Regions from separate parts of the Mus musculus genome. Here all the other regions are linked to region 1. Evidence: chromatin contacts called from public HiCAR-type and promoter capture Hi-C data. All regions are on one chromosome and are shown on one strand. The core of a region is the stretch at or near the end of the contact, and the rest is flanking DNA. Distances in the headings are between cores, read along the strand shown. Region 1 holds the start of Etaa1 (Ewing tumor-associated antigen 1). Region 2 overlaps Spred2 (sprouty-related EVH1 domain containing 2). Region 3 holds the start of Actr2 (ARP2 actin-related protein 2). Region 4 overlaps Spred2 (sprouty-related EVH1 domain containing 2). Region 5 holds the start of Cep68 (centrosomal protein 68). Region 6 holds the start of Rab1a (RAB1A, member RAS oncogene family).

Region 1 (4,067 bases), core at 400-2,899:
TAAACTATGAGATTTGCCATACTTACCTGAGGAGCAATACGGTTAACAATATGTGAAATCTCATCACTGTATGCACTGGAAATCTGCTTTTTTCTTCCTTTACCTAAAGAAACAAGACATTTCTATGAATTTTAGACCAAGAATTCTAAAATCAGTTGTCACTTTTTAGGAAACAATTGTAATCAGTACAACTTAATGACTCCACCCTAGAATCAGACAGAAAAATCACACATGAGGTTCTAAAAAACAAAACAAAAAACCCAAAACCGTTGTATTATGATGTTACCAGACTAAAATTTTACCGACAATAATTCTTCAAGCACCTACCCACATAAAAATAACAACAGATTACCTAACTGCTTTGTCATTGGAGAATTTTGATCCCAGAAGATATCAGTTTGTCCATCTGGATCATTTGGAGAACTGAAGGTACAGGATAATAAATCCATTTTCACGATTTGTACTGGCGTCTCCTTTCCTGCATAAGATGACAATCATTGCTTCTAAGTGTTACGTTACTTCATAAAAGCTAAAGTCAAACAATTAATTTTCATGTCCAATACAAAGCTTGTCTCCTAAAGACAGTTACTTTAACCACAATAGAAATGTTTCAATGAAAATAATATCTTAATACTTCATAAGTTTAGCACTGTAGTTAGGAAGTGTTCTTTGAAAATTCCATAGGCCCAGGAATGATACCATCTGATCACTGAATTACTATCACCAGGCTTTAGGTACCTCCATGACGTCAGCAGATGTACAGGAAATGCATCCAAACAGAAAGCCAAGCTAAACTCTCACAAGGCCCCTCCTGTAAACTCGACCCAATTTTTTTTTTACTCCATACACCCCAAAACCAATAGTGATTTGTTTCTAGGGAAGCTCTGTCTAGAATCACTTGAAGGTTTACAATGTTATTTTTCTTTCCCAGCCTCGTTTTATTCATAGCAGAAACAAGCAAGGTAACAGACATTGTATTTTACGGACACACCCTAGGATAGAGGTTATGAGTTTGGTCCTTATTGGGATAGATATCTCTTAACTCCAAGTTTACAGAAATGAACGCGCCATCGGTTTGCTGGGCTAACCGGATGTTACACCTAGCAAGTTCCGGGAGCACACTACGGTTTCTGAGGTGGCCCTTTTTGCAAAACAAAACAGCGAGGAAAACAACAACAACCAGCGTAGGTGCCCAGTTTCCGGAACACAGTCCACGGCACAGGCCCCGCCCACAACCAGACGTTCAGAAAAGGCCCGGTTTACCGGACTCGGCTCTGCAGCCCCAGGCCTCCCGCCCGGTCTGCACCGCCAGGCTCCGCTCCCCGCCCTCTCCTCACCCCGGGGACTGCGCCCGCCGTCAGCCGCTGCCTGCCGCTGCGCCCGCCGCGCAGACCGCGTTCCCGCCCGGCGGAGCTGGGAGCTGCAGGCCGCCCTGGACTCCCGCAGCCACGGCTCTGCCGCCGGGCGGCAGTTCTTAGCAGCCGCCCTGTGCGGCGTGCTCCTCCGGGCAGGGCTGTCCGCATGCTTCCTTCGCCGACTCATTCCCGTGCCACCGTCCTTCAGCTGCATTCACATTTTGCTACAGCGGAGCAGGGCAACTGCTCGACAGAGAGCCCGCGCGCCACCGTGCAGCGCCATCTTTGCAAGTCGGGCGCGCAAAATACGCTGCTTCTAATTGGCTGCCTCCGTCTAGGGGCGGGTTACTACGCATGGTGCGGATTGGCTGCGTCAGTGTGAGGGGCGGGGTTAGAAGGCTGCGGCCAGGGCTGAGGAAACAGGAGTTTTCTGAGGTCTACCATCAGACTCGTCCAACTTAGCAGGAACTGCAGGACCCTTTTCTGGATCTGTGACAGGAACTTGGTATGTGAGACAGTAAAGAGTTCATATACAATGACAGATTCTTATTGAATTTAAAATTTAATTGATTATTTCTAAGATTCAAATGATGGTGTGTTATTCGATAATATGAGAAAATAAAGACTATAGTTTAGGAGGTAATAAACGCAATAGTTCATAGATGTTCTGTTATGTGCGTAGCTCCAAAATGTAGGAAAACGTATTAATTTAATAAACTAACAGTCGCTGGAAACTGTACATGCAAAACAGAGCTGTCATCTTAGTAGGAATAAAATAGTGTTTATTTTGAATCAAGTAATAATTTCCATGGCCAGGGAGCATTGATTCAGGTTGGCCTAAAAACATGTTTCAATATAAAAGCAATCGCACAGACTTTAACAGTCACAGAACAAAAAACAAAGCATTTGCCAGGCGCTTTGTTGGGGACAACAGGTAGTAGGTGGGTTACAGCAAAGCAGGAGATGATTCGTCCATAGGCTTTAGGTAAGGATATAATTTATGAGACCCATCCTTTCGTTGATGGAAGTTAGTGATCTGGTAACAGTGCATTCCAAAGTTTTTACCTGCTAGCCTTCAGGATGCCAATCCTGACAGCTGGGTCCTTAATGGCTACTTAGGGCACTAAAGATAGCCATAAAGATTATTTGGTTTTATATCTGTAACACTCCAGTTTCCTTATCATGAAGTGTGTCTGTCTTTTTGTTTTTCAGACAGTGTCTTATGTGTGCCCTGCCTCCTTATTTAATGCAGTCTCGCTGTGAACTCCTGGTCTTCCTGTCTCAAGCTTGTCAGTGCTAGGACCACAGGTCTAGGTCCTGAACAGAATCATCAGCGTAGTTGTGCCTTCTTCCATGCCCCAAATAAAGTGAAACTCGGAGGTTAATTGTGCTTTAATAGATTAGTAATAAACCAAATTCTAAGTTTTTAAAGAATATGATTTGCGATAAATAGTAAAACAAAAGAGTGCCAACTCTACAGAGAGAACTATAAAACACCTTAGAAATAAATTGAAGGCCAAAATAAAAAGGGCTATGCTGTGTTTGTGGTCTGTGTCACTCACTACTGTTAAAGAGTCAATTCTTCCCAAACTGGTGTATAGTCAGTGCTGATGCCCTTAGTCTCAGAGCGGGAGGCACATGCCTGTGCAAAGGGAGGATACCTTTACTCTAAGACATGGAATGAAAAAGGAAAAAGAGACAAGAAATTTCTTGATCTCTTGAAGCATAATGAAGCTGAATCTCACCCAAATGTCAGGAGAGTGGTTAAGACTTACAACAATGTTCTAGCGGTGAAGGGACAGACAAATAAATGGATGGGACAGATAAAGTGCTTAGGTGGAAGCACTGACTTACACCTAAGTACAGGCTTTGTATAATACAAATAAAAGCCATTTAAATAATGAGGAAGGACTATGGGAGATAAACAGTATAGCCAGATGGAATGGTAGCTCATATGTGCAATCCTCCCAGCATGCAGAGGGCAGAAGCAGGAGGATTGAGAGTTTGAGGCCACCTGGGTTATATTGAGTGATCTTATCTCAGAAAATACAAATGATAACTGAAAAAGTACATTTATATGTGTATTATATATATGGATTATATATAATTTACATCGATATGAATCACACATGGAAAAAAATGAGGTGACTTTGTCTCAATCCATATCCCTAAATCAAATCAAATTGGTTCTATTTTTAATTGTAAAATAGTTTTTATTTTATAAAATTATGTATACTGTCATCATGACAGAAAAAATATATTTATGCCAATAAAGACACAAGAGGCAGAAACTGAGGTAAAACCTGCTAACTAAGCGATGTAATTTTATTTTCTTAACTATTTACAAAACATCTATGTACAAGCCTGATTCTACAACTAAACTGCTAGCTCTTTAGAAATACTGTTCTATCTGTATCATTCTATGAAGCTAATCTACCTTTCTCTTGATGTCTTCCAAACCCAAGAGGGCTTCTTACCTCTCTTTTCTAGAATACTGTTTTATCTGTGTCCTGCCAGCTGCTTCTCTCCTGATCCTGCAAGCCCAAAGAGAAAATCCTTACTACCAGGAGCTTCTTCCACAAGGCTCCTCCAAGCCTAAAGAGAGTTAGATCTCAAAGGTCTGATTGCTTACCACGGACGTCTCTAGCTTCTCCTCTACACCCTTGGCAGGGTAAACCACATCGGTATCACTGTGGGTGCTCCAAACCAAGT
Region 2 (4,444 bases), core at 802-3,301, 2.0 Mb after region 1:
TTATGTGTGCCAGGCAAACACTCTTCCAGCTAAGCTGCATTCCTAGCCCCTAATTTATAAAACTCCTTAAAGAGCTATAGGTTTGTTTCTTTAAAATGCATAATAGACTCCTTTTATTAGAGAGGTATGGGCCTCCATCTTGCATTAGAGCTACTGTATCCAAAGTCAGGTACTGTGAGGAAGGGTCTGGCCAAGCTTAAGTGTCCTTAAGTCCCACACTCCATCCTAATCATTCTGGGTTAGTGAGGTTTGGTGTGGCATGGGGCTGCCCTACCTCTGGTGGCCAGTTTGCAGTCCATTAGACAACATCCTTTGAAACCTGGAGTTGGTGATTGGCTGAGGTGGCTGTCAGTTTCAGGACTTGAGGGAGGGATCTGGGACTTAGTAGAGCATCTGTTTCCTAGAGTGACTTTGCCCACTTTCACAGTTGGTCCACATGGAGAGGATTTGAAACGAAGGTTGGTTTCCGTCTAGTTTTGTTTAGCATGCAAACAAAACCACTAGACTTTTTTTTCTCAGCTATGAGATCAAAAGCCTTCTTTTCCAGATGACTAGAGCATGAAGTAAGTTGAGCCAACACTGCCACCTTACATAGGGCTTTGTTGGTATAAGGAACTCGGGATGTGACTTACATACATTCTCAGGGAACATTGCCAAAGCCATGTAAGGAATCTGGGAATGGACGCCTCTCCCTCATAGTGTTACAGCTGAGCTCATGAACATGGCTTCAGAGCACAAGGAAGCTCTCATCATCCAGAGAGGAATACCAACCGCTCATTCCAGGGATTGATGGAGCCTTCACAGTGGCCTAAGGGCATGTGGTTCCTCCCAGCTGGAAGACTTACTGAGCCTCAGCCTCAGCTCCCACACCCACAAGGTATCAGGCTGCAGGTATCTCTCCCCACCCCCGTTTCCATGCACGGCAGCTCCATGCCCAAGTAAAAACGGACCTTGTTCTGGTTCACACGGCATCCTAGGAGGTGAAGAAAACATGCGTGTAAAGATTACAAACTTTTCAAGATACCCAGAAGACAAAAATAAAGTCTCAGATGCAGCAGTTTATCCAAGTTTTGCTGTTTCTTTACCTCCTGCCTTTATACTACTTATTGTGTGTGGGGGGGGGGGGAGCATAAAATATTTATAACAAATCTCATATCATTTCATATCACCCCTGACATACTTTAGTAATTGTAACTTTTGAGACAGGTCTGACCTGGCGCTCTCTGGGGCTGTGGTTGACCTTGAACTCCTATACTCTACCTACCTTCCTAGTGCTGAGGAATGGGCCACCACACCTGGGTTTTTGCAGTGTGGAGAACTGAACTGGGGGCTTAGGCATGCTTTGTAAGCACTCTCCCAACAGAGCGCATTCCCAGCTCCCTGTGTGGTCATTACTGATTTATTTTGGAGAAAAGGTCTCACTGTGTAACCCAGGCCTCTCGCTCTTGTCCTGTGTCAGCAGCTTCCTGAGGGCTAGAGGGCCACAGGAGTGTGTTACTATGCCCACCTCCAAAATCATTTTTATGTATAGGTTTTTATAATTCCTGTAATTGGTAATCCTACAACCCAAGAATCAAGCTGAACATGGTCACATCCACTTGTAATACCAGCATTAGGGAAGCTGAGGCAGGAGAATGGTGATTTTGAGGTCAGGCCGGATTGGACATGAAAGCAACACAGGAATCAACAAAGCCCCAACCAGACGCTTTAGAGAGACAGATCTGAACAAAGTTCCGTGGCTTGGCAGGGCAACAATCGGCTCACACTTGTGGGTCTACAGACTGGAATCGCAGCACGCTGTGTGTGTGAGCTCGCAGCTCGTTGTGTGTGAGCTCGGCTTCCTGTGCATTTCGGACGTCTGTCAATGACTGATCATTGTAACTTACAGGAATTTTTTAAACAATTTTTTAATTGAAAAATCCCAGCCTCTGTCAGCTGCCAGCCTCCCAGCTTCTACTTCTGAGGAGCAGGAAGTGGGTGGGTAATGACAACGGGCCTGTAAACTGCGGACTCTAACCCGCCGATGACTCATCCGGTACAATGCAGTATATTTGTCAAGGAGACTGAATCATATATGGGGGAAACTACTGCTCAGCAGCCAGCTGGTTCGCAGGTCAGCCTGAGAGGATCCATTTTTATCGGAAGCTTTATCGTAGCGATGATGCTAACGGGCAGCCCTTGGACTCCACAATGTAGAGGAAATGGCATCTCCGGGCAGGTACGTGCCGGCTCTTTGCTTGGGTTGTAGTTTCTCCTTGTTCTCCTCTCTGCTGAACCTGTCCAGTGTTTGCGTGTAACATTCTTTTGGGAGAAACATTATCCTCAGGACCTGTGTGGGGTGTGTGTGTGTGTGTGTGTATGTGTGTATGTGTGTGTGTTTGTGTGTTCACCCACATGCAAAGACAGGTAACCACTGATCTTCTATCGAATAGGTTTTCTTCACTCATCGCCCTCTCTGAATCTCCCTAGAGATTCACATCAAAATGGCTTTAACCCATTATTTTATATTAATAAGTTTTAAGGATGCTGCTTGGAAACAGAAGGACAACAGACCTTCTAGGGGGGTAGCTAAGGGTGTTATCTGGTGTCAACAGTCTAATATGAATATCTTTCAGTATCCGTACCGTCTACCCAGCCCCCCCCCCCTTTGTGTGGCTTAATCCAAGAAAGCTTTATTCCCCTCCTCAGCTGATATGTTTATTTTTTGCCGATCACAATTTGCTTGAATCAGAGCATCAACTTTTCCAAGGTAGAAGAAAAGGGAGTGGGGACTTGATAGCAACATTTAATTATAGCTTCCACATGACCTGAAGGATCATTCCACATAATTGGGAGGCTGTGGCTGCCTGTCTAACCTTCTCTCTTTTCTTCACTCACTAAATTTAAACAATGCCTGGCTAGTGGAGGCACATGCCTTGTTTATTTGAGTATATTAAACATTCCTATGTGTGTTGACAGACTGTTCAGCGTCTCCTCATATTTTTAAAGGACACTTTTTAAATCCTTCTTGTCCGGGACAGATGCTCTAGTTAAGTTTATATCTGTGCTATGTCTGCCTTGCTGGACGGGCTCTCCGCCTGGGGTCAGGACCTGTACTACCGCTGGCTGCCCATACATTTGCCTGAGATGAAACACTGACTACACAGTCCCCTCTGTGGTGTAAATCCTGCGGTCCCTTAGAGAGAACATCTACAGATCTGGAATTACCAAGCTAGCGAGCAAGGCGGGCTTCGTTCCTGTTTATTTATCATAGAGCCTATAGTAAAGCCTTGGTTTTCTTCAGGTGTATGAATTTTAAACTCCTGGTAAACAGATTTATTTCATTTATTGGTTTCAGCACATTTAGAAAACTTGGAAGGAGTTTGCTCAGTATGTTCTGTTTGTAGATTATAGTGTGCTTTTTTTTTCTTTTCTTTCTTTAAAAAAAAAAAAAAAAAAGAATGGCCAGCTTGTTTTTCAAGACAAACCACCTTTAAATTTCATTAATTTTACATTCTATAAATGAAAGCCACCTGTTATGCCGTAACTTGCTAATTTTGGTCAAGGATGATAATGAGGAAGAATAGTGTTTGGAGTATGTTGGGGTCTGGCTAAGAATTCCCTGCCCACATCTGTAGCGTTTATTTTTGTGTGCATATGTGCATATATGTATATATAGTACACATTCAATAACAGCACTTGCTGATATTAAAAATATTTCAGATCCAAAATGAGAGCCTTTTTCCTTCTCATTAAGATTGTGTTTCAAGGTCAGGAAAGCTTTGAGCATGTTGACTTGACTAGAATACATAGTTTTGGATATATGTATGTATATGAGCTCCCCCAGAGTTTTGGTTAAAAACACTCAGTTTGTGGTTCACTTTGTCAAAACTTCATCAAGCATAATGGCTCATGCCTGTAATTTCAGCACTCAGGAAGCCGAAGTAGGATTATTGTAAATTCTAGGCCAGCCTGGACTACAGTATAAGATCTTGTCTCTTAGAAAACATAAAAACAGGGCTGGAGAGATGGCCCAGTGGTTAAGAGCACTGGCTGCTCTTCCAGAGGCTCTGAGTTCAATTCCCAGCAACCACATAGTGGCTGACAACCATCTGCAGTGGGATCCAATGCACTCTTCTGGTGTGTCTGAAGACAGCTACAGTGTAATCATAATAAATAAATCTTAAAAAAAAAAAAAAAAGAGCCGGGCGTGGTGGTACACGCCTTTAATCCCGGCACTCAGGAGGCAGAGGCAGGCGGATTTCTGAGTTCGAGGCCAGCCTGGTCTACAAAGTGAGTTCCAGGACAGCCAGGGCTATACAGAGAAACCCTGTCTCGAAAAACCAAAACAAACAAACAAACAAACAAACAAAACAAAACCAGAAAAGACAGAGTTAGGCAGATCTCTGTGAATTCATGGTCAGCCTGGTCTACCTAGCAAGTTCCAGGCCACCAAGGCTAAATC
Region 3 (4,369 bases), core at 1,680-4,179, 2.2 Mb after region 1:
TTAACTTTTCAGGGCTGGGGGTACACCTCAGAAAGAACGTTTATCTTCCAAATCCTTGGATATAATCCTTAGCATCATAAAAAACAAACCAATCTACCTTCTTAAATAGCTCACATTTTAAAATCTAAAGTATACAAAAGGTAAATGAAACCACCATTTAATTAAGGATTTAAGATGCTTCTGTATCTACCTCCCATGAAATTACAAGTACGTACATTTGATAGTACAGTGCTGGGGATGGACCCTCCAGTTCCTCAAGCATCAGGCAAGCACTCTACTAACTGAGCTCCACTCCAGCCCCCATGAGTGTGTGACTAGATGGTAAGTATATTCATATGTCAGAGTGGGGGAGACTGTATGCTATGGTGCACATCTGGAAATCAGAGGACAACTTCAAGTGCTGGTCCTCATCTTTCACCTGTCCTTTGCTGTCCACTGCTGCATACAGCTCTAGCTTGCCCAAAAACTTCCTGGGGTTCTCCTTTCTCTGTCTCCCACCTTGTGGTGGAAGCACTGGTGTTACAGTGCCAGCTCCACTCCACGTGGGTCCTGGAGATTCAGTCAGGTGCTTATCCACTGAGCCATCTCCCCAACCCCTTTTCTATTACTGTTTTAAAAAATCAAGTCTTAATGTCTTCTCTAATATTTAATTGTAAAGGCATCATTATAACTTCAGGTACCTAAGTAAAACTAAGATGAACAAAGAAGAATAAATAGTTAAGAAACAACCCAAAATCTAAGTAGCTATTAGTCGTCAAGTTTTCTTAAAAGACATCACAATATTCCTAACTGCGTTACGATTTAAATCAGAACTAGCTGATGTATATGAGGATCCGACTATTTCATTCACAGTCAAACATATCTACAAAAAAAGTGAATAAAGTTTATAAATAATTACAAAAATAGATATAAAACTTTTTTCTCTGTGTATCCTTGGCTGTCCTGGAACTCACTTTGTAGATCAGGCTGGCCTCGAACTCAGAAATCCGCCTGCCTCTGCCTCCCAAGTGCTGGAATTAAAGGGGCGCGCCACCACACCTGGCATAAAACTTTTTTTAAAATCATCTCCTTTCACTTATGCCATAGTAGCTGATCTTTTTATCCTAAGAAACAGATTTAAAAAAAAAAAAATAAAAATGGATGGAGTCTCCCTATGTAGCCATGGGGATTTGCCGGTTTCTGCCTCCCAAGTGTTGGCATAAAAGATGTATGCCATCACTTCAGCCCTTTTTAAAACACTTTTAAGACACTGTTACTTTAAGTGTTATGTCTGTTTACTTGAGTGTTTGTATATGTATCACATGTATGCCTAGTACCCACAGAGGCCAGAAAAGAGCACTGAATACACTTGAACTAGAATTACAGAATAGCTGTGAGCTGCCACACAGATGTTAGGCATCAAACTTGGGTTCTCAGCAAGAACAACCAGTGCTCCTAACTGCTGAGACGTCTCTTTGGTAGTAAGATACTTTTTTTTTTTAATAAGTACTTTTATAAGAATTTCTGAAAAGTTTAGCATTTATAATTTAGCTTAAATATAGTGTAACAATACAGGCTTTGCTTTAAAAACCTTTTTCCTGATAATTTAGAAGCTTTATAAAATTGTACCATTTCCCTCACTGCTTTATCCTTTATCTCAAAAAATGAGATGCATTTTATGTATCCCTTCATGAAGTCTGCAAATATAAATATCTCTAATGAGCACATAAATGGGGTTGCTTAAAAACCTTTAAGTTACTGAATCTTAGGGCTGTTACCACAGCAGTGGTATGGATGTCCCTTTGTATTGTTACCTATCCTATTCTAGCCCAGATTTAGCTTAAATGAAGCTAGTACAATAATTGTCAAAGTTTGTAACAAATTCAACCAAGGGCACTATAATGGCAGTGAATACCAGCTCCTTCCCCTTTCAACAATCTGGCTTCAAAGGTGTAATTCAAGTAAAATCTATTTTAATTTGTGTGTCGTCTCTGTGGCAGAGAGGAGAAAAGTCACAAAATGTTGCAAATCGCTAAAGGAGTCAGAAACAGTTGCATCTTCAAAACTGGAACTTTGATGCTCCACCCTTTTAACTGGGGATAGAAAGAAACCAGTTGCAACGAGTTTTCTGAATCAGAACTTTAGGCTTATTTTGACATTTTTAGCATCTTCAAGACTAACGTGTCTATCCTGTACTTAACAGAAAAAAAAAATGAAGCAGAGGAGGAACCAGAAATGATCCAACTTCCCACTAGAATTTACTTGAGAGGTCCTAGGTCTATAATAGGGCGGCATGCAAAGCAAGAGGTGAAGCAGGAGCTGCTGACCATCCCCCTCTCTCAAAACCACAGACGACAAGGACAGCCCACACGCTCTCCCGGGGCAGACTCCAGCCGCGGCCCGGGGCCTGACAGCACTTCCTCTTTTCTCTGCGGAACCCGTTTCCTGCCTCGCATTCGGCATCTTTCGCTACACAGGAAGAGGAAGGCCGCTAGGTCTTGTATGGACGAACACAGGCGAGCCTCGGAAATGGAGACCTCCTCGCCACCGAGGGACAGGGCCTCTCACCGTCTAGACCCATCTCTCGGCACGCCGGCGGATGCTTGCGAGCGCGCGGGGACAGGTTCCGCCGCCTTCGGGTGCAGCGCGGGTAGCCTAGCTCCGGGCCACCGGCTCCGGGCCGGCCGGCGCCCCCCGAGAGCTCGCCCGCCCGCGCGCCTGCCCGCGCCCCCGAAGCCCAGCCGCGCAGCCGAGGGGCCCGCGCGCACCCCGCACACACACGCGGCCGCCCCGCCGGGCCTTACCCCAGTGCCGTTGTCGCACACCACCACCTTCCTGCCCTGGCTGTCCATGGTTCGTCCTGGTGAGCCGCCGCCCGGCCTGGCCTGCTTCCTCCTCCACACGGCCCCGCCCTCGGCCCGCCGCTCCGCCCAAACCGGAAGTCCCCGCCCGGCAGCCGTTCCAAGAGGGCGGTGCAGAGAGAGAAAAGAAGAGCGGGGACTGGCAGCCGAGAAGGCCAATGAGAGCTGTCCGGCGCGGACCCGGGCGCGCCCTCTCGCCTCGTTCTGCTTCCGGGGCTGCGCTTGGCTGGTGGGGCGGCGGCTCTGACCAAGTTGTCTCGGGACCTAGGGCGCGGCCGGGCCGGCTGTACAGGAGGCAGGCAGGTGAAGGCCGGAGGGTGTGTGGCGGGACGGCAGTGGAGAAGGGTGGAGCAGCCGGCTAGGAAGACCGAAAGCCACCTGGAGGTCCCGAGGCATGATGTGTCATTGCTCCTAGGCCTGGGTGGATACACCTACAAGTTTCAAACCTCCGGTTTATTCCACACCTCCAGTTGCATGCAGCCCTAGGAGCCTGGCGGGATGCTTTCGTTTCTTTCTGCTTCACCACTTCCCTCTTTGATTTTCTCAAACAGGAACTCACCATGTTGCCAAATGCAGACTTTAAAATTGAGGTCCTCTGTAACCTCCCTTGGAAACAGGGACAAGTGTTACACGCACCTCTTTAAGAAATTGAATATGCACCCGGGCACTGTTGGCGTTCGCCTTTAATCCCAGCACTTGGGAGGCAGAAGCAGACGGATTTCTAAGTTGGAGGCCAGCCTGGTCTACATAGCAAGTTTCAGGTCAGCCAGAGCTATAAAGTGAAACCCTGTCAAAAAAGAAAGATAATGCTTTCACTTAGCGCATAGTGGTGAACTTGCTTTCAATCCCAGCACACAAGTAGAGGCAGTTGGATTTCTGTGAATTCCTGGCCAGCCTGGTCTATTTACAGAGCTAGTTCTAAGACAGCCAAGGCTACAACAAAGAAACCCTTTCTCGAAAACAAAGAACAAAACTCTTTCCTTTAATTTTAGTTTAGTTTTGTTTTCTGAGACAGGGTCGCATTGTCTATCCTTGTGTTAAAACTAAGAATATTAAGTTAAAAAGACCAAATCCATGATTGTCCAATTGGAGCAATTTTGGGGTACACCAGGACTGGCCAACCACCTGTCTCACCGCTGCCGGTCGCTTGAGGTCCGTTTTATGGGCGAGATGTGAGCGAATTGTTAGATACAGTGAAAGGGAAGAGTCAAGGGTCAGAGTATATGTCATGTGAATCCCAAGTTTAGCTAGGCTGAAAACTTGTTTTGCAGTTTACATCAGACCTAAGAAACAGAAACTTATTCTTTTTTGTTTGTTTGCTTTTGTTTGTTTGGTTGGTTTTTTTTTGTTTTTCGAGACAGGGTTTCTCTGTATAGCCCTGGCTGTCCTGGAACTCACTTTGTAGACCAGGCTGGCCTCGAACTCAGAAATCCGCCTGCCTCTGCCTCCCAAGTGCTGGGATTAAAGGCGTGCGCTACCACGCCCGGCTTCGAGTGTATTTGCTTTTATTGTACATTTTTTTTCTAAAC
Region 4 (4,499 bases), core at 1,243-3,742, 2.0 Mb after region 1:
ATGAAGCAGCTCTTGGGTTGTTCTCCGGTCTGGCCAGGTAAATTTTCTTAGTTACAGCAGAGTTAAGTCCCCCCACCCCCACCCAAAAAAAAGCGGAGAACTGGGACATCACAAGCCAGAGCCATGTGGACAGGCTGGCCAAGCCAGAAGACCTAGAGCTTCAGTGGCCACTGGGCCTTCTACTAGGCCAGTAAACTGCAGAGTGAGCCCCCTCAGCCCATCTGCTGAGCCTGCTGAATGGTAGCAGCTGCTCCACTTTGCCTGTAGATGTTGGCTAAATTGGAGGCTTGTGTTGACTGGCCAGGAGGGCAAAATTTACCTCTAAGCCAAGGAGCACTGGGAATATTGGGGTAGTCTGAGAAGCAGGACTGTCTGCTAATGAATGGATTGTATACTCAGGAGAAGTTCGTGAGTCCAATGGGAACGTGTTGACACATGTGAGTGCATATGTTAGAGAAAAATCACTCCCATCTCTGTGTTGCTGTAGTTGTTGGAGATCAAGAGACATCCCACAGATAAGAGCCCATGCTATAAGCCGTCTGTGGACAGACCTCCCCATGCCTTCACAGAAATGCATGGTAGAGGTGCTTCCTGGCTCCTTTCTGGCTTAAGAAGTCACCAGACATGGGGCTGTAAGCCTGTGGACCTGGCCATTTTACAGGGCACCAGGCTGGGTGAAGAAACCTGGCCCACAGGGTCGTGTTGCCCCAACATCGTTTGTTGGACACAGATAATGTTTTTGTCCCCGCCCCAATGGGAGACACTCAATCTCTACCTCAAGGGCTTGGATTGAGTTTCGCAAGCTTTATATTAGTAGGTGATTGAAACACTTGGCTGGATCGCAGCAGCCGTAGTGTGGTAACCTGTGTGGCACAAGCCTCCTGGGTGAGTCATAGTTAATGGTGGTTAGAGACTTACTGTCCTAGCTTTTCAGTATTGGTGAAGCATATGTCTATATAGTTGTTTTTAGCTTGACAACCTAGATCTAAATAGGAGATATGGTGGTTTGGTTTGGTTTGGTTTTTTTCAAAACAGGGTTTCTCTGTATAGCCCTGGCCGTCCTGGAACTCACTCTGTAGACCAGGCTGGCCTCGAATTTAGAAATCCGCCTGCCTCTGCCTCCCAAGTGCTGGGATTAAAGGCGTGTGCCACCACCTCCCGGCTCTGAATTTGTTTTAATCAAGTACTGTAGTGACCCCCTCCATTCAATGTGCTCGCAAATGTCTTGCACTCCGTGAGATTTTGTTAGGTTCAGAAATAACTTAGAAGCATTTATGGTATATTTTACATTTTTCGTGTAAGTTTTCTTTTATAGGCCCCATATTGAGCATGTTTGCCTGTCGCTCTCTAGTATATAAACCGGGAACTGGGTGGACTTAACCATTTCTTTGTGCAAAAGCCAGCAATTCAGTCAGGCCTTCTTGTCATTAGCCGTGGAAAATGAGATACTTCTGGCAGGAGTCCATGCTGTGGAGGGATGGCCAACCCCACCAAAGAGAAAGCAACCACAGAAGCCGTGGTCTGGAGACGAAGCCTGCCCCTTCACCTGAAGGAGTCTCATCTGTAAAATGGGGACGATACTGTTTGGATAAGGCTGATGGACATTTGACAAGTGCCAGCTTACTCACACTGCCACGTGGGTCTCCATCTCAGTCACAAGCGACCTTGTTTTTTAAAGGGAGACTCTGAAGTACGGGTGGAAATGGAGAAACAAGGGGAGCATGGATTTCACAAGTGCCTTCGGAGAAGACAGAATAAGTCACCGACCCTGATCCAGTGTCTGTCCAACATCTCAGATGTCAGCTGCTGTTACAATGATGGTATGCCTGTTGAAGTCAAAGGGTCCTTCATTCAGTACGGTGAAGACCTGATACTAGAGGCACACTGCTTGCAGATATATAATACCACCCCGTGCCATCTGATATGGGGACAGACAGTCCACACTCATTGAATTACTGGAAAAATCAACTTTGCCTACATAGTTAGGAAGCTATTTGGAACCTCCAGTGTTTTTCTTTCTCTTAAACAAATAATGAAGCAAGCTTTGTATGGGGACCACACCTGTAATGCCAGCAGTCAGCAAAAAGACCACTGCAAGTTCAAGGCCAGCCAGTGCTTCGTATTGGGTTCAAGCTACACCTGTAGACTAGTGCTACTAGTGAGCAGACATCTGCCGTTTAGGGAGGTGATGCTCTTCTGACCCCCAAGCTTCCTCCCTCGCTGTCTCTGCTCAGAACAAGCGTTTTCCCAGTAAAGCTCACCCATTGCCGAGAAGACGAGAGCTCACTGCAGGCATCTCTCCTACTTTAATGGCTGAGGCAGAGAAATCCATCATTAACTCAAGCTCTTCCCCTGGGGTCAGCATGCTATCGTGGAGGAAGGGCAGAGAGCAACGCAGACTCCTCATCCCAGTCTCTCCACCCACTGTGCTGTGCTATGCTGTGCTGTGCTGTTCTGTGCACCCGTGAAACGGCTATCAGAGTCAACAGCACAGCTAGTGTCTGGCAGCTGGCTTCGTCTAGTGGCTGATGGGAGGAGTTTCCTTTCAAGACCTCTGCTGCTCTAGAGGACAGGCCCTTTCCTCCTAAGTAAAAGGAAAATGCCAGGTAGATTCTTATTTTCCCTTTGTGGGTTTACCTGCCAAGGTCATAGGAGACTCTACAGGTGAGAGGAGTGGAGAGCAAAATTCCTCCTGACTGTTGAGTAGAAGTCACAACAAGCCTACTGTGTGCCTGGTGGTTTCTTTGGCAGGTGGAGGAGAGAGCATAGTGATGGCTAAGCAGTGGGGCCCTGGGGCACTTGGTCTAATGAGGTGAGAGGCATGAGAGGTAAATAATAAAACAGCTCTAAACCAGTGCTCCCGACAGTAGCACCCCCTCAACCCCCACTCCCACCAAGAGGGAGCCATGGGCGAGGGCCCGGGTGTAAGCTGTGCTGTCACATTCGGCCTTGCACCTGGTGTAATGCTCTTTTGTGATCTTGAAATTCTTATTTGTGTGTGTGTGTGTGTGTGTGTGTGTGTGTGTGTGTGTGTGTGTGTGTTGGGGCTGAAACTCTTGAGTGTAAAACAGGATAGGTTACCAGTCTGCTGAGGGCAGCTGAGGCCATCACGCTGCAACACTGGGAGGATACCAACCATTAGCAATTCATTGACAGCCTTGCAGAGATAGTCTGTTTCGGCTAGCTGGGGCTGGGGTGGGTGAGGTTTTGCCTGAGCTAGAGATCTTGTAGGACTACGGGGCTGCTGGAGAGGAGTCCTGAGCCAGGGGCAGTGAGGCAGATATGCAGGAGTGAGGCAAGGCCCTCTGTGGAGCCACGGAGCGCAGCCGCTCAGCTGCAGCGGACGACCTGCGGATCAAGGTTCTTGTCAGCGTCGAGAGCGAGCGTCACTAGAACAAATATTCATCCAAAAATAAACTTCCTGCTCTTCCTGTTTTTATAACTTGCCTATTTCCTCTGAGTTTGAGGCTGGTCTCCTGTTCCGTGGGTGTTAATCTTCAGAGGATCAAGACCTCTATAGAAGCATTTCCTGTACATGTTTATCCACCCAGCCTGAAATTATTTTCTCCAAATGATAAGAGAATTTTTTTCCATCCTGGTATGTCAGCCTTTGAAAGGTTTTCAGTTGGGAATCCCAGGGATGAAGGCTCCAGCCAAGTCATAGGAGACCCAGACAGGTGAGAAATGACCTTCAGTGCTTGTGGTTTGTCCTTTTACAGGGGTGTGTATGTGTGTGTGTGTGTGTGTGTGTGTGTGTGTGTGTGTGTTATAAGTATGCACATAGAAGTCAGAGGAAAAGTGAAGAGTTGGGGATGAGGGGACGGGACAAATAGCCTTAGTGTTTTTAACTCCTTGGCCCTGGAACACCTACCCCTGAGAGTCTCCCTTGCTTTTTATGCTTAGAAATCCCAAGCCAGCATTCCAGTGAGTACTTTAAAATACAAATTTCCTTGACTGAGTCTGACAGACAGAGGCTGAGGTGACCTGACTGGTGCCACAGTGGAACCTGGAGGGAGGCCAGCTGCCTTTCTTTGAGGCCTTAGGTGGGCCTGGGGCAGCCACATTTTCTAAACGCTACCGCCACGTGCCACCACCTCTCCTATCAGAGACCCAGGTGACACCATTGGGAGTGACTGCCCCCAGACCACTGACCAAGTCTGTGGCCACTAGTCATTTGGGTTCTGAGCCCTTAAAACAAGCCATCGTGGGCTGAGAGGTGGTGTGATTTCATTACCTTATTACAATACATGCTAGACACCCTACTAGTAATTATTTTGATTGCTGTGGGAACAAAACTATTTTAGATATATTGAGTTATGACAACTCTAAGGAAAAAAATTCAAATTGTGGATATGGCTTGTTCCATTTCTGTGTGGTGTGGTGCATTCACAGGTACACAGTCTCTGGGCTGTCTCCCTATTGGCCTAGCTGAGTGGTGACCTATCCCTAAACCTAGACTTTCCTAGGACAGTGGTTGGGACAGCGATTCCTGTAGGCTG
Region 5 (4,598 bases), core at 1,937-4,436, 2.3 Mb after region 1:
ATAAAAAACCAAAGTTACATACTTGCAGCATCGAGTGTTTAGGATATACACTCCCATCCCCACAGGGAAGAATGCAGTGATAGCAAAGAGTACGATCAAAGCAAGACCAAGCGCAGGAGAGCAAACACCAACTCTTGCAGCTCCACAGGAGCTGGCATTTGGGACCCATAATGCAACACTTTGGGTTCCAAAGGGCTTGGGTAGCCCTGCCTTTCCAGATGCTTGTACCACCTCTCTTGAGTAGGCCCCAGTCCACACATGCAGCTTTCCTTTACAGATGTACCATGTTTAGTCATTGCCAGCATAAAAAGTAAACGCTGCACCCTGCTCCTCTTTATGAGAAAGAGCACAGAACTGCTACTCAAGGGACTACTTATCCTCTAGCATCTTCCAGGGAGCACCACAAACTCACCCTCAAACCTCTCAGGTAGTTCTCAGAGCCTGCAAAGGCTACTTGACCCATCAGCTATCACCATGTTCAGCACTGTGTATATGTTAACAGCAGGGGACACCTGACCTTTCCTGGTATCTGTTGAGTCACCCTCAAGCAAGCTCATCCCAGCTGCCTGCCTTCTTCCCACACATTCCTGTTTAGAGCAAATGGGAGAGGACTGGCAAGTTGGGGAGGGGGGGCACTTTCACTTCTGTCTAACTCATTCAAATAGATGCATGATTCACCAAGGAGCAAATCTCTGAACAACAAAAAATTCCCGTGTGATTCTTTAAGTAGCAACTCCCTTGGAAACAAATGCATGCATCCCAACTGTCAACATTTCTGTTCTGACAAGTGCTGTCTGTGTACCCATGGCCACTGACAGCCACCTGTACTGGCAGGGATGCCCCTTTCAGTTTGGGGCCTCAACAATGAAACGTCACAGGACTCACAGGTAGCGAGAAATGCCATAAATACCCAGCAGCAGATCATGTCTAGTAAGCAAGAAAGAGGAAGGGAGCGAGTGGGAAGATGGAGCCCAGCAGGGCTTGGAGCTTCAAGGCTTCTGGAGTGTCACAGTGGAGGTCACGCTAGGCAGGACGGCAACAGTGAAGTCCGTAATGACAAAAGAGAAGACAGACTTGAGCTGGCTCTGAGGCTAGCTTCAAGCAGGGTGGATATCAGGAAAACTGTGGTCACAGATTGAAGAAAGGAGACACGTTCTCACAAACTGCCCTCTCCCCACCACATGCAGTATGCTGCCTCTGACCTCCACACAAAATAACTGTTTCACATGATGGGGATTCCTGAGGAGAGCTATAGTGAGGGACAGATACAAGCGACACACACTGCATACACATATGAAAACTTCCTCTTTAGAATTAGCTTTGAGGTTTTATTTTTGTGTACATGTATGTTGTACCTACAGAAGTCAGAAGAGGGGTGGGTCCCCTGGGACTGAAGTTGTAGAGGCCAGGTTGGTGTTGGGAACTGAGCCTGGGTCCTCTAGAACGGCAGCCAGTGCACATAACTGCTAAGCGAGCTCTCCAGCCCCTATATGAAATGTTCAAAAAATTAAAATTTTTAAGAAATTTCAACTTTGTGGTCATGTGGGTGGATAGTGGTGGTGTAGTGGTACTGCCCTGACAGAGGGGTGGGCAGTGGTGGCCCAAGGCCTGGTACATATTTTCAGAGCCTCTTCCTGCCACAACAGGGTAAGGACTTTAAAAGCATAAATCTAAGAATACTCTCTGGGGTCAGAGCAGCAATCACAAAAGGTTTGAGGGATGGCCTCAAGACAGAAAGACAGACACCAGAAGAAGCAAGAGTTATACAGATATTTGGTAGTGGTACCTGGGTGGGTGGGTGGGTGGGGCATCTTAAGACAGGTCTCTGTGTTTATATAGCTCAGTCTCAGAGATCCACCTGCCTCTCTCTCCCGAGTGCTCTGGTAGGTCTAAGTATTTCTTCTTATCTTAGGTATTTTATAAACCTTGGAATTGGCACTATTACTCTTCCTAGCCATGTTTTTTTGTCCTGTCGTGCTGGGGCCTAAATTCCACTTTATAGATGAGAGAACTAAGGCACACGTGAATTTATCCTGAATTAGTAGTATGAAAGGGACTAAAGTCTGAATTGATTCAGAGAGCCCAGCTGCTTCCTTAACCTGTAAAAATAATCCAACAACTTAAAGGCTTTTAAAAGTTCCGGTTCCCTCAACGTTGGGCTTCACTTGTTCTTGTTTTCTTTTGGTTTCCTTCCCTTACAGACCTTTCATCCTGTTAGGGGGCGGGGAAACCACTTCATTGCCAACCCAGGCCCATATGGGCTGCCCAGAGAAGGGTATGTTTTTCAGTTGTGGGGGTAGGGAAAAAGTTTTTAAAAGCTTCTGTGATGATGTGAAGCTGGGTTCCCTTACACCCACTGTTCCTAAGTGATCCAGAATTTAACCCAGTCCGCTGGAGAGAACTAGGTGAGTAGTGGCTTGTATTTGAACCAAGCCCAAAGCAAAAAGTGTCGCAAGCTGTATACCAGACTACCTCTTTCCTTGTCTCGGACCCCATCAATTCCCAGTAAGGTCTACTCTGCTCGGGCACTGGGAGTTTTTAGCTTTTATTATTATTTTTTTAATTTTTAATTGAATAAAACATGGTAATTATAAAATTACTAAGTTTGGGGCATGTGCTCCCGGGCTGCTGAGACTGGCTAACAGGTGACAGATGACAAGGGTAGATCTTAGAGATAAAAAGTGCGCCGCTTTGCTTTCCTCCTCCGGATGCGTTCACTGGGCCATGGAAGCAGCAGCCGTCCAGACGCGAGCGGCTGTGGCTGTGACCCGCCGGTTCTCCGCGACCAAGGTCGACGCGCGCACAGCTGCATGGGGCTGCCAGAGGTGCGGCCCCACGCGCTCTGCAGGCCGCGCTGGCCCTCCACAGCCTGCCCCTCCGCTCGCCTCCACCCGGCACGGTCCGCAAGATGGAGGCGAACGCGCGAGGCGCCCCCATCGCGGCCAGCCTTTGTGCCCTCCAGGCCGCGGGCCTCCCCCAGGGTCCCCCACGCGGAGCCCCGGGCACGAGGGGAATGCCCCGACTCGAGTCTTGGCGCCGCGACACTCGAGCCGGCCACAGCCTTTTTACCTCACTCCACACCGCCGCACGTCCCGAGCGACCCGCGTAGCTGGGCCAGGGTCCCAGGCGGCGACGACGGGGCCTCCCGCGGGCGCCCGCACTCCTGGGGAGGGAGGGCCAGGCGCCCGCCACGCCCTCCGCCCTTGCCGCTTCTCCGCGGAGGACGCCCCATGAAGCAACCAATCCAAACTCTCCGTTCGGATGCTTCACCAATCCACAGCTCGTATCTGCCATGGGAACCCGCCCCCTGCAGGACCCTGGCCTATGGGTGGCCGGAGCTTCTTTCTCCGCTGTCCGGACGCGCGTGCCAGCTGGGTGTTCGCGGTCCTGGCGTCCACGCAGGCCCACGCGGATAGCAAGGCGCGCTCTCCGCGGATCGAAGGCTTGCGGTGTTTGGGTCGACGTGCTCTCCGCGGCTGGGAGGGTGGTTCCAGGCTTGGTGCTCCCCTTTTGCGTTGTGTGGAACCCCCAGGGCATGTCCGAATCTGGGCATCGGGCAGAAGTTGGGCGAGGGGACCAGGTGTGGGTCGAGCTCCCTCCCTCCCCCCACCCCCGGCCCCTCGCCACCGTCCTGAGACTCTGAGGCTCAGGAGGCCCAGCCTGTCTCACCAGTAGTGGGAGAAGGGACTTCCACAGTGTTCTGGGCCTGTGAAGTTTAGAGAAGGAGCTGGACTGATCTTAACACGACAGAGACTTAATCCAACCTAAGACCACAAACTTAACTGCCAGGCTGGCCTGCCTGGCCATAGTGCTCCTTCTGCCTCGGCTTCCCCAGTGCAGGGAGTACAGGCAAACCCTATCATGCCCAGCTTTTTATTTGGCTTTGTTTTGTGTGTGTGTGTGTGTGTGTGTGTGTGTGTGTGTGTGTGTGTGGAGAGAGAGAGAGAGAGAGAGAGAGAGAGAGAGAGAGAGAGAGAGAGAGAGTGAGTGTAAATTTCATCGTATCCCAGGCTGAATTTGAACTCCTGATTTTGTCCCAGTCTTCCCCATACTGGGTGTTTTAAAGTAAAAGTGTATTGTTATATGCAAGGCCTTGAATTCTCTCTTCAACCCAGAAGGAAAAAGTTAAAAAGGAATTCAGAACCGAAATGTGTCAAATAGGTAGGTAGCATTTACCAGCGTGTATCCAGTTACTTGTTTAAAGGAAAAAATAAATAAAGGACGTATGAAGTCATTTAGCAGTAAATATGGTAATGCGATTGAGCACCTGGATGGTCTCAACCAGATGTGTTCTGTACTCTTCTTTGACTTTGGCCCAGCGGCCTTCTCTAAGTGTTCTTGCTCAGTTGGAAGGGCGTCCTGAAACACAGAAGCCCAGGAACCACACTGCTCTAAGAGGAAGCCTCCTAACTGAGGTGTTGCAGCTCCCAGGGGGAGGGTATCCCCAGCTCAGCCCCACTCCTGTTCTTTCCTTCTCTTCATTGCTTCTTGGCTTCTGATGAGAGAGTACCACCAGGCAGCAAAGCTCATAAAAGATATTTATTGGAGGGTCCAAAATGTGGAGGGATGAATCCAGGGGTGGCCACCTCCGCTCCAGG
Region 6 (4,493 bases), core at 1,119-3,618, 2.2 Mb after region 1:
GTAACTAAGATATGAATTTTTCTGTCCTCCACATACACAGGTACAGTCAGGCTTTGGGGTGTCAAGGAAGAACTGTTACATATACTTCACATTGTTCTGTTTGTCAGCTAGGTTAAAGGTTACTAGAAGATAATTTGTTGGGAAATGAAATAGTCAATGAAAGTGGAGCAAATTTATCTCCAAAGAGACAGAGATTTAAAAAATGGAGTTTTGGTGGTAGTATCTGTATGTATGGGGGTAGTGCACTCCATAGTGTTTTTCTTTCTGAGTGTCTGCTTTCTTCCTTAATCTTTATGTTTAAGTCTATATTAAAATATCAGTAATAAAACCCCAGCTAGGGCTGGAGAGATGGCTTCTCTGGTAAGGACACTTTTTGTTCTTGCTGAGGACCTGTTTTCAGTTCCCAGAACCCAGCATAACCAACTATAACTCACGTTTCAGAGTATCAAATGCCCTATTCTGGGCTTTGAGGCCAAGAGGCACATGCATGGCACACCACACACACACATACACACACAGGCAAGAGACACTCATACATAAAATTAAATGACAGATTTGGGGTGGGTGTTGGGACAGAGGTTCACTATGTAGCTCTGTTCTGGAACTTGCTATGTAGACCAGGCTGGTTTCAAACTCACAGAGAAGCACCCATCTCTGCCTCCTGAGGGCTGGGGTCAAAGGCATGCTATGTCTGGCTTACATGATAAATCCTAAGACAAAACAAAACAACAATAACAACAAAATTTTTGCTTGAAAAATTGAGTTTAGGACACTTCAGAGTTTTTATTCTGTGAAATGATAAGAGGAAGTATGGTGGGCTTTAGGGTCCAGGGCTGTAAACCTCCATCTAGGGTCATTTCAGAAGTTAGTATGGAAAAGAACCCAGGAGGCAGAGGCCAGGGAAACACTGAGTTCGAGGCCAGCCTGGTCTACAGAGGGAGTTCCAGGACAGCTAGGGCTACACAGAGAAACTCTGCCTCAGAAAACCAAAAACCAAAACCCAGACAATAACAAGAAAACTCCCAAAACTATGTATGTGTGGTCTGATGAGGCTGTCAGGACACACGGAGGAACGCCAGAGGGATGTGTAAATATGTTCTGAGTATATGGTTAGTCATGAGAACAGCCTCTTTTGCATATTTTGATGTCACAGAAATTCAGAAATTAAAAGTAAATCTACAGTTGGCCCCAGGAGATAATATTCTTGCTTAGAACAAGTTGGAAGATAAACTTTGGTCAGTGTATTATACTATGCCCTTTGTAATAAATAACGCAAGATAATGCGTTAAAGTTTAGCGGAGATTTAAATTCCTGAGCTGATTAAAGTTGACACCATTAGGTCTAAAAAAATGTATTAATATTAGTTCTGGAGTCCGTACTGAAGAGTTTCATGGCTTAAAAAAAAATACTTATTACTGCCCAGTTGTGCAGACGGACACAGAATTAGTACTAATAAAAAACAAAGAGCAGCAAAAGCAACTGCAACCCCCCCCCCTCAAAAAAAACAAAAACAAAACTTAACAACCCAACCCAACCCAACCCTATCCCGGAAAACAATTCAACTTTTAAGTCTAGGCCTCAAGTAGGAGGAGAAGACTGGTTAAGGCTGACTTTAGCCTGTGTCTCAACAGCACAATGTTAAAGGTTGGAGGTCGAGATGGAGGAGCAGTTTCAGACAGGGAAATCTGGCTGTGTGAGCAGAAGAGAGACTAGAACAGGGTCCATTTGCAGCTATTGCAACATCAAGTTGCTAGAGTAAAACGGTAAAAAAAAAAAAAAAAAAATTAGAGAAGGAGTCGGGTGAGTGAGAAAGCGCAAGGTCTACAGAGGCCGCTTGAGTTTCCTGCTGTCCTTAGAGCAGCCTCAGACCCTGATGGTGATGGCCCCTGTGGTCTTGCCTGAGCAGAGCTCGTCAAGCTGTCTCCACCCCTCCTCACTGTCCCAGGCTTCCTGGGAGCCCCCTCCCCCTCTGCTGCGGCACCGCCCTCCGCCGAGTTCCTTCCTCCTCCCCTCCCGATGGGGCACCGACTCGCCCTGCTGCCACGTCTCACTGATGACATCAACACAGCCCGGTCGGCCTTAGCCAATCCGCTAGGGGGAGTCCGAGCGAAGTCCTAGCCAGCAGGCCAGCGGGGAGGGGAGCAGGAAGGGCGGGGTGTGGGGGTGAGGGAATCGGGACGGGGCGGGCTACAAGCTCGAAAGTGCGCATGCGTTCAGGGCGCGGGGCCTAGTGGGAAGCTGAGTGCAGACAGCCCTCGGCCCGGTCGGGCTGCCCAGCGCGCGGTGTGCTCATGACTCTCTTTCCCAGCGTGCCCCGCGACGCTGCCGCCCTCTGGGCCGCGCCAGGCCCCTTGGCCTAGGCTTCCCCAGTTCCTGGTTCGCCGGCGGCCATTTTGGGTGGAAGCGATCACTGAGTGGCGGCGGCTGCTGATTGTGTTCTAAGGGTCGGAGTGGGGTCGACGTTTGCTCTACCGGAACAGCTTAGCTCATTCCTCCCTTTCCATTACCTGTGGCGCGGAGAGTTGGGGCGGCGGCTGCGTCAGCAAGGGCGGTGGTGGCGGCGGCGGCGGCGGCAGCTGCAGTGACATGTCCAGCATGAATCCCGAATAGTGAGTGCAGGAGAGCCGGGGCGGGCCGGGGTGAGAGCGGCCGGCCGGGGGTGAGGGCCGCCGGGAGGTTCGCTGCGCAGCGCCGGGAAGGTCGGCCGGGCGAAGGAGACGGAGCAGCCTGAGGGCCCCATTGTCTGAAGGCCGAGGGCCGCAGCGCAGCGGGGAGGGGTCGGGCCTGCGGGCCGGGTCCCGACCGCAGCCGGCGGGGAGCTAGGTGCCGCGGCTGGGCGTTGGGGAGAGGGCCTCGGACAGTAGCCAGGAGGGGCGCGTCTCTGGAGGCAGTGACGGCTGGAGGAGGACTTGGTTTTAAGGGGAGGTAGGTGGGAGAGCTCTGCTAGAGGGCACTGTCAGACCCTGCGCCGGCTCTGCGGAGCTGTCAGCGTCGGCTTTACTTGTAAATCCCGAGCTTGTTAGAGCTCTCTCCCTGTTGGGTTTTAGGTAATATGGATGCTTCTTGGGACTGCGTGGGCTTGAGGGGGATGAGGAGATGGTGAGGAGCTATTTATAATGTTTAGTTTTCTTTTGGGCTTGTCTCCTGGGAGAGTTCTGTGAGACTTGTGAGACGTGACCCTTACAAAATCCTGGACATTTGTGAAATTTTTGGTTTAGGGGAGACATGAGTCTCCCAGTCACCTTTTGTCTCCAGTAGGTTAAGAAGAAGAAAAAGAAGAACAAAACTGAACTAAAAATAAACTAGAAATGTCTTCCTGGTACCACCAAGTTAAAGTACAAGTTTGCAGACAGTTTTGAAAAGAAACTAATGGGGCCTTTGATGATAGAGTTGTATGTAGGTTTTAGATTACCTGCTTGAATGCCTGTAGATAGGAAATGAGGTTCCATGACGTGTCATGAAAAGTTAATGCATTCCTTTTTCTTGCTTACTCAAGAAGTCACTGTAGCAGATGTGACACACCTGGCACCTTTCATGGGAACTGCGCTTCTCCTTTCTTGGATAGACATTGTTAGGCTCTCTCTTTGAACCCAAAATTCTCCTATGGTTTCCATATATGAAAATAACTTTAAGAGATGCCATTTTTATTATACTTTAGTGTCAGAAATCTTTAAGGGAGAGGGATTTTTGTTGGTTTTTAATAAGAGAAATCACTATTGCCGTAAAAGCTGGGCTTTATTTGTTGCTTTGGTCAGTTACCGCTAAGTGTGCCCCCATGAAAGGTCCAACCATCAGCTCGGCTGACTTGTCATGTGCGTGTCACATGACTCTTGCAAAAGACATTCTAAGTTCAGGTTTTCTAAGACTGGTTTAATACTGAAATGGTTTTTCCGTTTGTGTTAAGCAGAGGTCTTAGTATCTTGGTAGAATTTTACATACTTTTTTTTATTGTGTGTGTGATGCCTGTGATTGCAGGTGCACAGGTGTCACCTTGCTTGCTTCAGAGGTCAGGGGACAACTTTTGGGAGCTTATTCTTCCTTTGTGGCTTCAGGGATTGAACTCAGATAGGCACTGTATCCACAGAGCTATGTGCTTGGCCAGGCTTCTGTACTTGAAAAAGTTGGGAACAGTTCACATGGAGACACAGGTGCTGTGTTTGCAGCCCCTCTCCCAGGGCAAAATTAGTTTAGTTAAGCAAAGTTGAATTGGGGGTCCTAATTAGATTTTTGTGGAAACCAAAAAGAAGATGAATTTGTTATATTAGGAAGGTTTCTAATTTCTATTTGAAATTCCTGTTCTATTTGAGGAGATTCCTATATTTGTTAGGTGTGTATTTAAGTATTTTTATTATGCTTCTCAAATTTCCTAATGCTACGACCTTTCAATGCAATTCTTCATGTTGTGGCGACCCCTATCCATAACATTTTCATTGCTACTTCATAACTGTAATTTCGATACTGTATGAATTGTAATGTAAACAGCTGATATAGGA

Evidence for each region. Promoter capture Hi-C pulls out the DNA fragments that hold promoters and counts their contacts. HiCAR-type assays count read pairs that join an accessible place to other places.
Region 2: a promoter capture Hi-C map of hippocampal neurons shows a contact between it and region 1, with 4 times the contacts expected there. The contact joins the enhancer-like site here to the promoter of Etaa1 in region 1. A contact is called at or near these places in 5 of 39 promoter capture datasets (embryonic stem cells, hippocampal neurons, liver and 2 more) and 1 of 115 datasets of contacts at active chromatin or transcription factors (astrocytes).
Region 3: a contact with region 1 is called in a HiCAR-type map of astrocytes, with 4 times the contacts expected there. The contact joins the promoter of Actr2 here to the promoter of Etaa1 in region 1. A contact is called at or near these places in 2 of 39 promoter capture datasets (hippocampal neurons and pre-B cells), 1 of 115 datasets of contacts at active chromatin or transcription factors (astrocytes) and 1 of 9 other capture datasets (liver).
Region 4: a contact with region 1 is called in a promoter capture Hi-C map of liver, with 4 times the contacts expected there. The contact joins the enhancer-like site here to the promoter of Etaa1 in region 1. A contact is called at or near these places in 6 of 39 promoter capture datasets (the C10 cell line, embryonic stem cells, hippocampal neurons and 2 more) and 2 of 115 datasets of contacts at active chromatin or transcription factors (astrocytes and embryonic stem cells).
Region 5: a contact with region 1 is called in a HiCAR-type map of astrocytes, with 3 times the contacts expected there. The contact joins the promoter of Cep68 here to the promoter of Etaa1 in region 1. A contact is called at or near these places in 2 of 39 promoter capture datasets (hippocampal neurons and pre-B cells) and 1 of 115 datasets of contacts at active chromatin or transcription factors (astrocytes).
Region 6: a contact with region 1 is called in a HiCAR-type map of astrocytes, with 4 times the contacts expected there. The contact joins the promoter of Rab1a here to the promoter of Etaa1 in region 1. A contact is called at or near these places in 3 of 39 promoter capture datasets (hippocampal neurons, liver and pre-B cells), 1 of 115 datasets of contacts at active chromatin or transcription factors (astrocytes) and 1 of 9 other capture datasets (adipose tissue).

The regions. Positions count from the first base shown.
Region 1 is chr11:17,952,226-17,956,292 of GRCm38.p6, forward strand. It overlaps Etaa1 (Ewing tumor-associated antigen 1), which reads right to left and starts at 1,650. Exons shown (of 6, transcript NM_026576.4): 1 at 1,338-1,650; 2 at 353-478; 3 at 27-103. The coding sequence starts at 1,569. It overlaps Etaa1os (Ewing tumor-associated antigen 1, opposite strand), which reads left to right and starts at 1,745. Exons shown (of 3, transcript NR_131915.1): 1 at 1,745-1,860.
Region 2 is chr11:19,977,485-19,981,928 of GRCm38.p6, forward strand. The region is part of intron 1 of Spred2 (sprouty-related EVH1 domain containing 2); the gene reads left to right. Among named protein-coding and RNA genes, the nearest start is that of Spred2, 55 kb to the left of the region's middle. Within about 2 kb of position 2,052, at least 200 of the 459 cell types and tissues checked have an H3K27ac peak or open chromatin away from gene starts, as enhancers often do. A contact at or near this core is called in hippocampal neurons, where this site is marked.
Region 3 is chr11:20,110,022-20,114,390 of GRCm38.p6, forward strand. Actr2 (ARP2 actin-related protein 2) reads right to left here and starts at 2,930. Exons shown (of 9, transcript NM_146243.2): 1 at 2,784-2,930. The coding sequence starts at 2,831.
Region 4 is chr11:19,960,514-19,965,012 of GRCm38.p6, forward strand. All of the region lies in intron 1 of Spred2 (sprouty-related EVH1 domain containing 2), which reads left to right. Among named protein-coding and RNA genes, the nearest start is that of Spred2, 38 kb to the left of the region's middle. Within about 2 kb of position 2,493, at least 78 of the 459 cell types and tissues checked have an H3K27ac peak or open chromatin away from gene starts, as enhancers often do. A contact at or near this core is called in liver and pre-B cells, where this site is marked.
Region 5 is chr11:20,246,238-20,250,835 of GRCm38.p6, forward strand. Cep68 (centrosomal protein 68) reads right to left here and starts at 3,187. Exons shown (of 7, transcript NM_172260.3): 1 at 3,070-3,187.
Region 6 is chr11:20,199,044-20,203,536 of GRCm38.p6, forward strand. It overlaps Rab1a (RAB1A, member RAS oncogene family), which reads left to right and starts at 2,369. Exons shown (of 6, transcript NM_008996.4): 1 at 2,369-2,609. The coding sequence starts at 2,587.